Linked DNA regions of Gossypium hirsutum: region 1 is linked to region 2. A link is a contact called in public Hi-C data. All regions are on one chromosome and are shown on one strand. Each heading gives the region's core, a stretch centred on a gene start, on an enhancer-like site or on the middle of the called end of the contact. The rest is flanking DNA. Distances are from core to core; before and after follow the strand shown. Region 1 holds the start of LOC107937897 (polyadenylate-binding protein RBP47B). Region 2 has its middle 11 kb from the start of LOC107937944.

Region 1 (3,949 bases), core at 745-3,244, 80 kb after region 2:
GAAAGTTATCTACATGGAGATTACAGGAAGTAAAGCAGTGGCATTGATGTACATTTCATTTTTGACCCATTGCCACTCATCCTTTGTTTCGGATCACCAAGTGACAGGCACCAACAGTGAACCTACCAAGCTGAACTCTGTTCGGATTTTGGGTACACGGCATGCATCATTTTGCTTTTAAATTTTAACCTTACACTCACACCTTCGTATTCTTTTCATTCTTTTGTTTTTCCCTTGATATAGCTTTGACAGAAAACTGCTGTATTTATGCCCAATCAAAGGAGAAACTTGCATTTTTGCGTTGTATATGTTAATATGAATACGTTCAAGCTTTTAAAAGTTGAAGCAGGGAGACCGCCCACATTCAAAGTTCCTATTTCGGGTATCATGAGTGCGGGCCAGGGGCTTGACCGGCAGAAACTTGGACCCTTTTTGTTTATGAACCCACTCATCCCTCCACTTTTGACCCTCCAACCAATTTCAAATATCTGAATTAAAACGTTTCTATTTCTTTTTTCTTACGACAGCAAGTGATTGTAGAATCTCAACCAATCCAGCAGGTTTAGGCATAACTTGTGGGGTTTTAAAGTTTCTTAAACTTTGAAGTCAAGTGGGGTTTAAAAAAAAATTGGGGTTAGTTGGTTTGAGAGTCAAAAGACTCGAATTTTTGAACATCCTTTCGGGAGTTCTTTGAATCGTTTTTATTTTTATTTTTATTTTTGCGCTTTAATCTTCTGTTTCAACGTCTAATCTCAAGTTATATAAATCTATTGCTGTACTCTGATGCATAGTCTATGGTGGGGGTTAATGCACTATTTATCCTTAAAGTTGCACTTAATTATCACTTTGGTACCTTAAGATTTTTTATATCAATTTCTAACCATGTATCAATATTTATACCTAGTTCTATTTTCATAATTCATACAATGCTAATAAGAAGATACCATTTACCTACTTATTTAAGTTAAGGTTCCATTATTGTGAGTGACGTCATGCCATGTGTAAGTCACGCATCTAACATACCAACTTTCGGCCTACTATCATGAGAGCACAAATTTTCAATATACCAAAATACACAAGTCATTTATGTTATAAGTGAATGAATCTATAAATATATTTAAGATAAATTCAATTTGAGTCCAATATAATGTATTATCAATTCAAACAATCACATTTATGTTTCTATTTTTTAGAGCAAATCTGTTACGATAAGCAAGACAAGTTAATACCCCAATTGGACTTATACACGGCATAATAGTCCCCTATTATTTTAATTATTTGCTTAATCTGATTTTACGGACTATGGGTAATTCAGACGACATATGAGTTGTCTTTTTACATTATAATCCATTCATATAATGCAACTTATTATTAATTAAACCTTAGGTGATCAAGGAGCTTATATTTACTTATATATTTTGCTGTTAATGCTAAAATCATTCAAGACAAACATATAACGATCAATTAAATGAGCATGTGGTAATTTTATTATTTTAATCAATTTAAAAATTACTACATTAAGGGTACTATTTCAAACAGTATTTCTTATTTCTTATGATCGTATACATATGATTATTTGAAATTATTTAAAACAAAAAAAAAATTGTAGGATATTATTGCAATGATGATGTGATATGTATGTAACTAACATATTATATGGAAAGAAGTATGTGCATTAAATCACATACAACACTTATAACTCACATTTGTAATTTAAATTAATTACTATAATAGAAATAAAATAATCTATTAATTCAATTATTTGATCAACGTATCGAATTAAAAAACCTTTTATAAATTGATGATGATGAACTTACCAAAGTTACACATAAAATAAATTCATCAAATAAAAGATGTTAAAAATAGAAATAAAAAACATTAAAAATGGGTTTGTCATATTGAAATTACAATGATTAAAAAAAAAAAAAAGGTTGGAAAGTTCCTAAATTCTAATTCTACAAGTTGCAACAAAGCAGCTAAATTAGTGATGCATTATCTGTAAATCTAAAACATGACCTACTAGGGGAATGGCGGTTGGAGGCCAGGTCAGCATGGTAAGATATCCCCACACGACCATCAGGTGGGTCCCTGTCTAAAACTCACGGGCCGGCAACAAACAAAACACGTAAACAACCACCATCGCTGTACCCGAGGCCGAGGCCCTTCCTTCTCGCTATTTACCCCTTCAACTCAGATCCACCGCCACCCTTTATAACCTTACATTCCCTTCTACAGCACCCCCCCTCTCTCTCTGCTTTTCTTTCTCTCGTTTGGCCATTAAGGGGAGAGAAAGAGAGAGAGGAAGGAAAGAAGAACACCCAGAGCCTCAGATCAGCTTGTTTATCTACATTATCAAAGATGCAGTCAAGTTCAACCAACGCTCCTGATCTCAACTCAAAACAACAACAACAACCGCCAGCGCAACAAACCAGACAACAACAACAACAACATCCACAATGGGTGCCTAACCAGTGGATGGGAGCCATGCAATACCCGGCGGCTGCTATGGTCATGATGCAGCAGCAGATGATGATGTACCCTCACCATCATTATATGGCTTACAATAATCATCATTACCATTATCAACAATACCAACAGCAGCAGCAGCATCAACAAAAACAGCAACAAGGGTGTAATTCGGATGAGGTTAAAACGATCTGGGTTGGTGACCTTGTTCATTGGATGGACGAAACTTATCTCCACGGTTGCTTCTCTCATACTGGCGAGGTAAAAGTAAATACAATAGTGTGGTTATAGCATGAAATTGATAGATGCATGTCTTGTCATGAATCTTATACTAGATTTTTTTTTGTTTTATGTTTTGAGGAATCTGTTGGTTTTAGTACTTTGCTGCCTTTTTTGGTTGTGGAGTTTAAGGAGAAGTTAAGGTTTGAGGTTTTTTGCTAATATAAGGAATGCTAAGTTTGTGGTTTCTGTTTTTAATGTAATTACAGTAATTTATTTAGAAAATAATCTGCGTTTATGGCTTAAAACTTTTTGCCCAGAACATTAAAGCTGATTAATTTAAAGACAGGGATTGTTTTTAATTGAAGCTGAACAGATGAATAGACTATATAGTTGATTGCCATTATAAAATAAAATGGATAATTGCCAAAAGACAATTTAAGCTGTGTTGTAGCTGCCTGGATGATTAGCTTTTGGTTAAAAGCAGTTTACATCTTGTTTCGTAAACATGGAAATTTAATTATAAGAAAAAAGTCCTCTTATTTCACATCCAAAGCTTTGCTGCTGATGCTTTCAAGAAAAAGAACAAGCTTTGCAGCAGTAGCAATCTTAGGTTGTTATAAAACTAGACATGTAATGACTTTTTATATTGGGTATTAATTAGGGGAGATAGGCTGGATTACGAAATCAATTATGCTTAAAATTCATTTTCCCCTGCTACATGGACTCCTCCAAGCTTCTGAACATTCAGAATTATTGTTTAATATAATCTTTTTAATGTAGATAACTTGTTGAACACATAAAATAGGATCCTCTTGGTTAGGATCCAAAAGTTACTGAGATGCTTATGTGGTAGTGTGAAGTCTTGGACACCATTTTGAAGAAAGTGCCTGGCTCATATTGGCATTTATTTCTGGGAAGGTTCTAATGTATCCATGATCTTTCCGAAAGCTTCCTTCTTTCTTTGCTTGTATTATTTGAAAAATGGGGGCCTAAAAGACTTTGTATCTTTTACCATTCTTTGGAACCTTGAAATCTTCTAGAGAATTTTATTAGCTTCAGTTTTATTTTTAGTTTCTTGGAAAGTTAGCTGCTCAGATCCATCATACAGTTGATGTCTAATACCAATACCATTTTGAGCATTTTACTTGATTATCCAGAAGCAGGCTATTGTACTGAAAAGGCTATTGCTTATCATCATCATTTATACCCTTGCTTACTGAAATTTGGCATTTCAAAAATCCAGGTTTCTTCAGTAAAGATT
Region 2 (3,998 bases), core at 1,461-3,960:
AACAACAAACCGACAAGAAAAAAATCAACTCTATGTTGGTCCTAAACCTGTTAAAAGTAAACCCAAAATAATAAAAACAACCCTAAGTTTGAGGAAAAACAACAACCACAATTAAATATGAATCCAAGAAAAAGGAACACCTTACCCACTTTCGATTGAAGAAGAAATCAGGTTTGTAGTTGAAAGGGTGTTTTCGAATGAACCCGATTTTAGAACCTTTTTTTTATCCTGTTTTAGCTTCTTATTTCAACAAGAAAAAAAAGATGGCAGTTTTAATTTTAGGGTTTAAATGATTTTAATTAGTTTAAATCTTAAAAAAATGTTTATTCCACATCAAGTTGTGATGAATTTCCAAAAATAAAAATAAAATGTGCTAGAGAAGCCGACAACAAAATCATTCCTAAAATCACTTGTAAAACCAAGATGACATGCATACGCAAAACTAAAAAATGTGCTATAAGAGCAGACAAAAACTTCTAAATCTGAAGACTTATTAAACAATGGAAAAACAAACAACAAAACATATAAAACTTAAGACAACATGAGTCTAAATAGACACGTGAATTCATTTATTATTTTAAAATACTCTCAAAACAGAAACAAATTAAGAAATTGACGAAGAGCCACCCACTTTCCAAGAAAAATTACTGGTGGCCGGTGGAGTTATAGCGAACGATATGCACCGCCACCTGTTTATCACAACTTGTAAAAGCAACAAAGATACCCACAAAATAGATCTGCAAACTGAAAAGAGAAAATACATGTGTAGTGAATGAGAAAAAAAAGAAAGAAAGAAAGAAAAGAAGGTAATACCGCCGCTGAGCAAAACAAAAGATAAAAAACTATAGATTTAGAGAAAGAAGAGAAAAGTTTTAACTACATTTTTAATTTTAAAATGTCAATTTGAAGAGAATACTAAAAGGAAATAATTTTCATAATTTAATTAAATATAGAATTATATTATATTATAAGTGTGACACCTGTCACAAATTTAACTAACCTAAATGTGATTTTTACCTTATTTGTATGAAGATTATACTAGCTTGTTAGTTGTTACCTATGCGATGCAGTAACTAGTTTTATTTATTTTTAAATAAAAGAAATATTATCTTATAATTTAATATTTTTTGATACATATAATTTAATATTATTAATAAATTTTATGGATAAATCTCAAAATTATATATGAATTATGGTTTAATGTGCAATCATATACATAAATTTTTACTTTATGCAATTTTATACATGAAACTTTAATTTGATCTAATTTTTGTAAACCATTAACACAATTATTGATACAACATCATTGTATGTTTATATATTGCATATATAAATAATTATATTTATCCAATATAATAATAAATTGATGTATTTATTTCTCTAAATGCATATAATTAAATTAAAATTAAAGTGTCAAGCATATATTTGAACCATAATTAGAATTTTACGTGTATAATTGCACCAAATTAAAGTTTATTTATAAAATTATAGATTAAATCAAAGTTCATATATAATTTTGAGATTTATCTCTAAATTTTAATATAACAAAAAAGAAATTATGAATATTATCAAATTGTAATATAAGTATAGCAAAACATTTAAAATAAAACTTAATAAAAAAAAGAAAATAAAATAGAAATAAAATTATTATTTAATCATAATATAAGAAATAGGTATGATTTGAAAACAAATTAAAATTAATTTATTTTAATGATCAAAATAAATTTAAATTTTAAATGATCAAAAATATTTAATATTTATTTATTTAAATTTTCAAATTTATATTAATTTATTTAATTCATATTATCTTAAAATATATATATACTTTAAAGTTAAAAAATAAATTCAAATACTAAAATTATATGCCATAGAATAGTTTTTTTTTTTCTACATGTGTTGTAAAAATATACAAAGTGTAAGAAAGTAAATTATTAACAAATTTTCATTAAATATATATTTATATTAATAAAAATTATATATTATAAAATTATTTTCATTTTTGTAAAGCTAAACTCTAATTCTAGATTTATAATTTTAAAACTTTACACTATTTAATGGTAATTAAAATTATATAAATGAGTTTTTTATAAAATGTATAAACAGTTAAAATTTAAAATAAATAAATTAAAATCAATATCTTTTTTAAAAATTTGAAGTTATAAAATTATAAAAATAAAACATATATTTCATTTAAATTTATTAATAAACAGAAGTTGAGAAAATAAATTAAGATATATTATCCTAAAAACTATCTTAATAAAATTTTAAATTATTAATTAACTTAATTAAAATATTTAATAAAATGAAAATTGACAACAACAAAAAAAAAAAAACTTTATTGAGCAATCATAAGATGTTTTAAATACTTTATGTGCATGAAAATAATTATGAATTAAAATTTTAATAGGAACATATATATAAAGATAAAGATATTTTGAAAGGATAATATGATTAGAAAGGTATAAAAATAAAATTTTAAAATTATAGAAATTAAATAGATAAAAAATAATTTAAAAACTATACACCACCTATTGGAAATTGGATAGTGTACATTATTCAAAATAAAATTTAGGTGTGAATTTGGATAACACAGTTAAAATCATATATTTATAATAAATGGTGTTTTCCACGTGATCAACGTGGGCAGAAGACAACAATTAAACCTAAGTAATGAATCACATGTTGACATCATCACTAAGTATTTTTAAAATTTACATATTAAATCAAAACCCAACCCAACCCATTCTTTTCATTTCAAATCAATTTGTTGGGCCCAACCCTAAGTTAGTGCTTCTTCCACACCTTTTATGGCAAGCCTTTATTATTGTTATAATTTTTAATTTAATCCATCCAACCATGAGTTCAATTATTATAAAATAAAAATTTAAGTTAATTGTATCAAATGTGAACTTGAATTTTAAAGTATTCTAATTAAATTCTTAAACTATCAATGATATATCAATTAGGTCCTTTCATAATTAAAATAGTTAACTTAACTATTTCATATTTTATTTACAATAAAAAATTAAGAGAAATAAAATGTTAAAATGAAATAATAAGAAATAAAAAAGTAAATAAAAGAAAATTAAAACTTTTACAAAAATTTCAAGGTTTTTCTAAATTTAATATTTACATATAAAAGTTATTCTTCATATTTATCTGATGTGTCATTTTATAATTTGAAATCCCAAAAATACGAGTAAGCAAGAGGTTGGCGAAACAGAAAACAAAACAGGATCACATCAAGCACACCCATACTTATCACATAAGCAAATAAACACAACATACTCAAGCAAATGACACCATCCCCAACCTAAACCCCATATCCAACCAAACCAATACAAAAAAAAAAGAAAAGAAACGCAGAAGGCTTAGCAGCACCCCAAAACAGTCTTGAAAAACACCTCAGCAACCCCAAAAACTCAATTAAAATCAATAATAAAATCACAACCCAAGACTAAGAAAAATAATAAAACATTCTTTGGTCACCAAGAAACCTTTGTTACCATGTGAATTGTCATAAGAAAACAAAAATCCAAATCAAATTTGTTACAAGCTCAATTTGCCCGGCCCAAATAAATTAAATCCACCCCAAACTAAACTAAAAAAACCAAACCCAACTAAGCCCAATTTCAAACCCTAGCCCAATATCTAAAACAAAAAAACAAAAAAGAAAAGAAACCCTAGCCTAGCTGGCCGCCGCCCCTATGGTCTGTCACCACCACCTGCCACCACCCTTCTGACACCTCTAACGCTGTCTCAGCACCGCTCCAACTGTTCCTGCAAGAGGAACACGCAAACAACAGTGAAAATAATAGGAAATATATGTAAAATGGCTTTAAAAAGCCAGGAAAAAAATCAGTTTGGGGATTCAGCAATTTTGCACAAATACAAACATTCAATTTTAAAAGCAAAAACGAGAATAGCAATTCCATTGATAAAAAGCACGAGTATAACACCGAATCAGGGAACCAAAAATACCAAAATCAAAAGCAAAT

The links. Hi-C and Micro-C count contacts between places; a contact is called where the count stands out from the background.
Region 1: a Hi-C map of leaf shows a contact between it and region 2, with 3 times the contacts expected there. The contact joins the promoter of LOC107937897 here to the enhancer-like site in region 2. A contact is called at or near these places in 9 of 34 Hi-C or Micro-C datasets (anther, callus, leaf and 1 more).

What each region holds. Positions count from the first base shown.
Region 1 is chrA12:3,443,978-3,447,926 of Gossypium_hirsutum_v2.1, forward strand. LOC107937897 (polyadenylate-binding protein RBP47B) reads left to right here and starts at 1,995. Exons shown (of 6, transcript XM_016870901.2): 1 at 1,995-2,727; 2 at 3,932-3,949. The coding sequence starts at 2,359. It overlaps LOC107937911, which reads left to right. Exons shown (of 6, transcript XM_016870913.2): 6 at 1-374. The coding sequence ends at 33.
Region 2 is chrA12:3,362,926-3,366,923 of Gossypium_hirsutum_v2.1, forward strand. No RefSeq gene overlaps it. Among protein-coding and RNA genes, the nearest start is that of LOC107937944, 11 kb to the left of the region's middle. Within about 2 kb of position 2,711, at least 2 of the 9 cell types and tissues checked have an H3K27ac peak or open chromatin away from gene starts, as enhancers often do. A contact at or near this core is called in leaf, where this site is marked.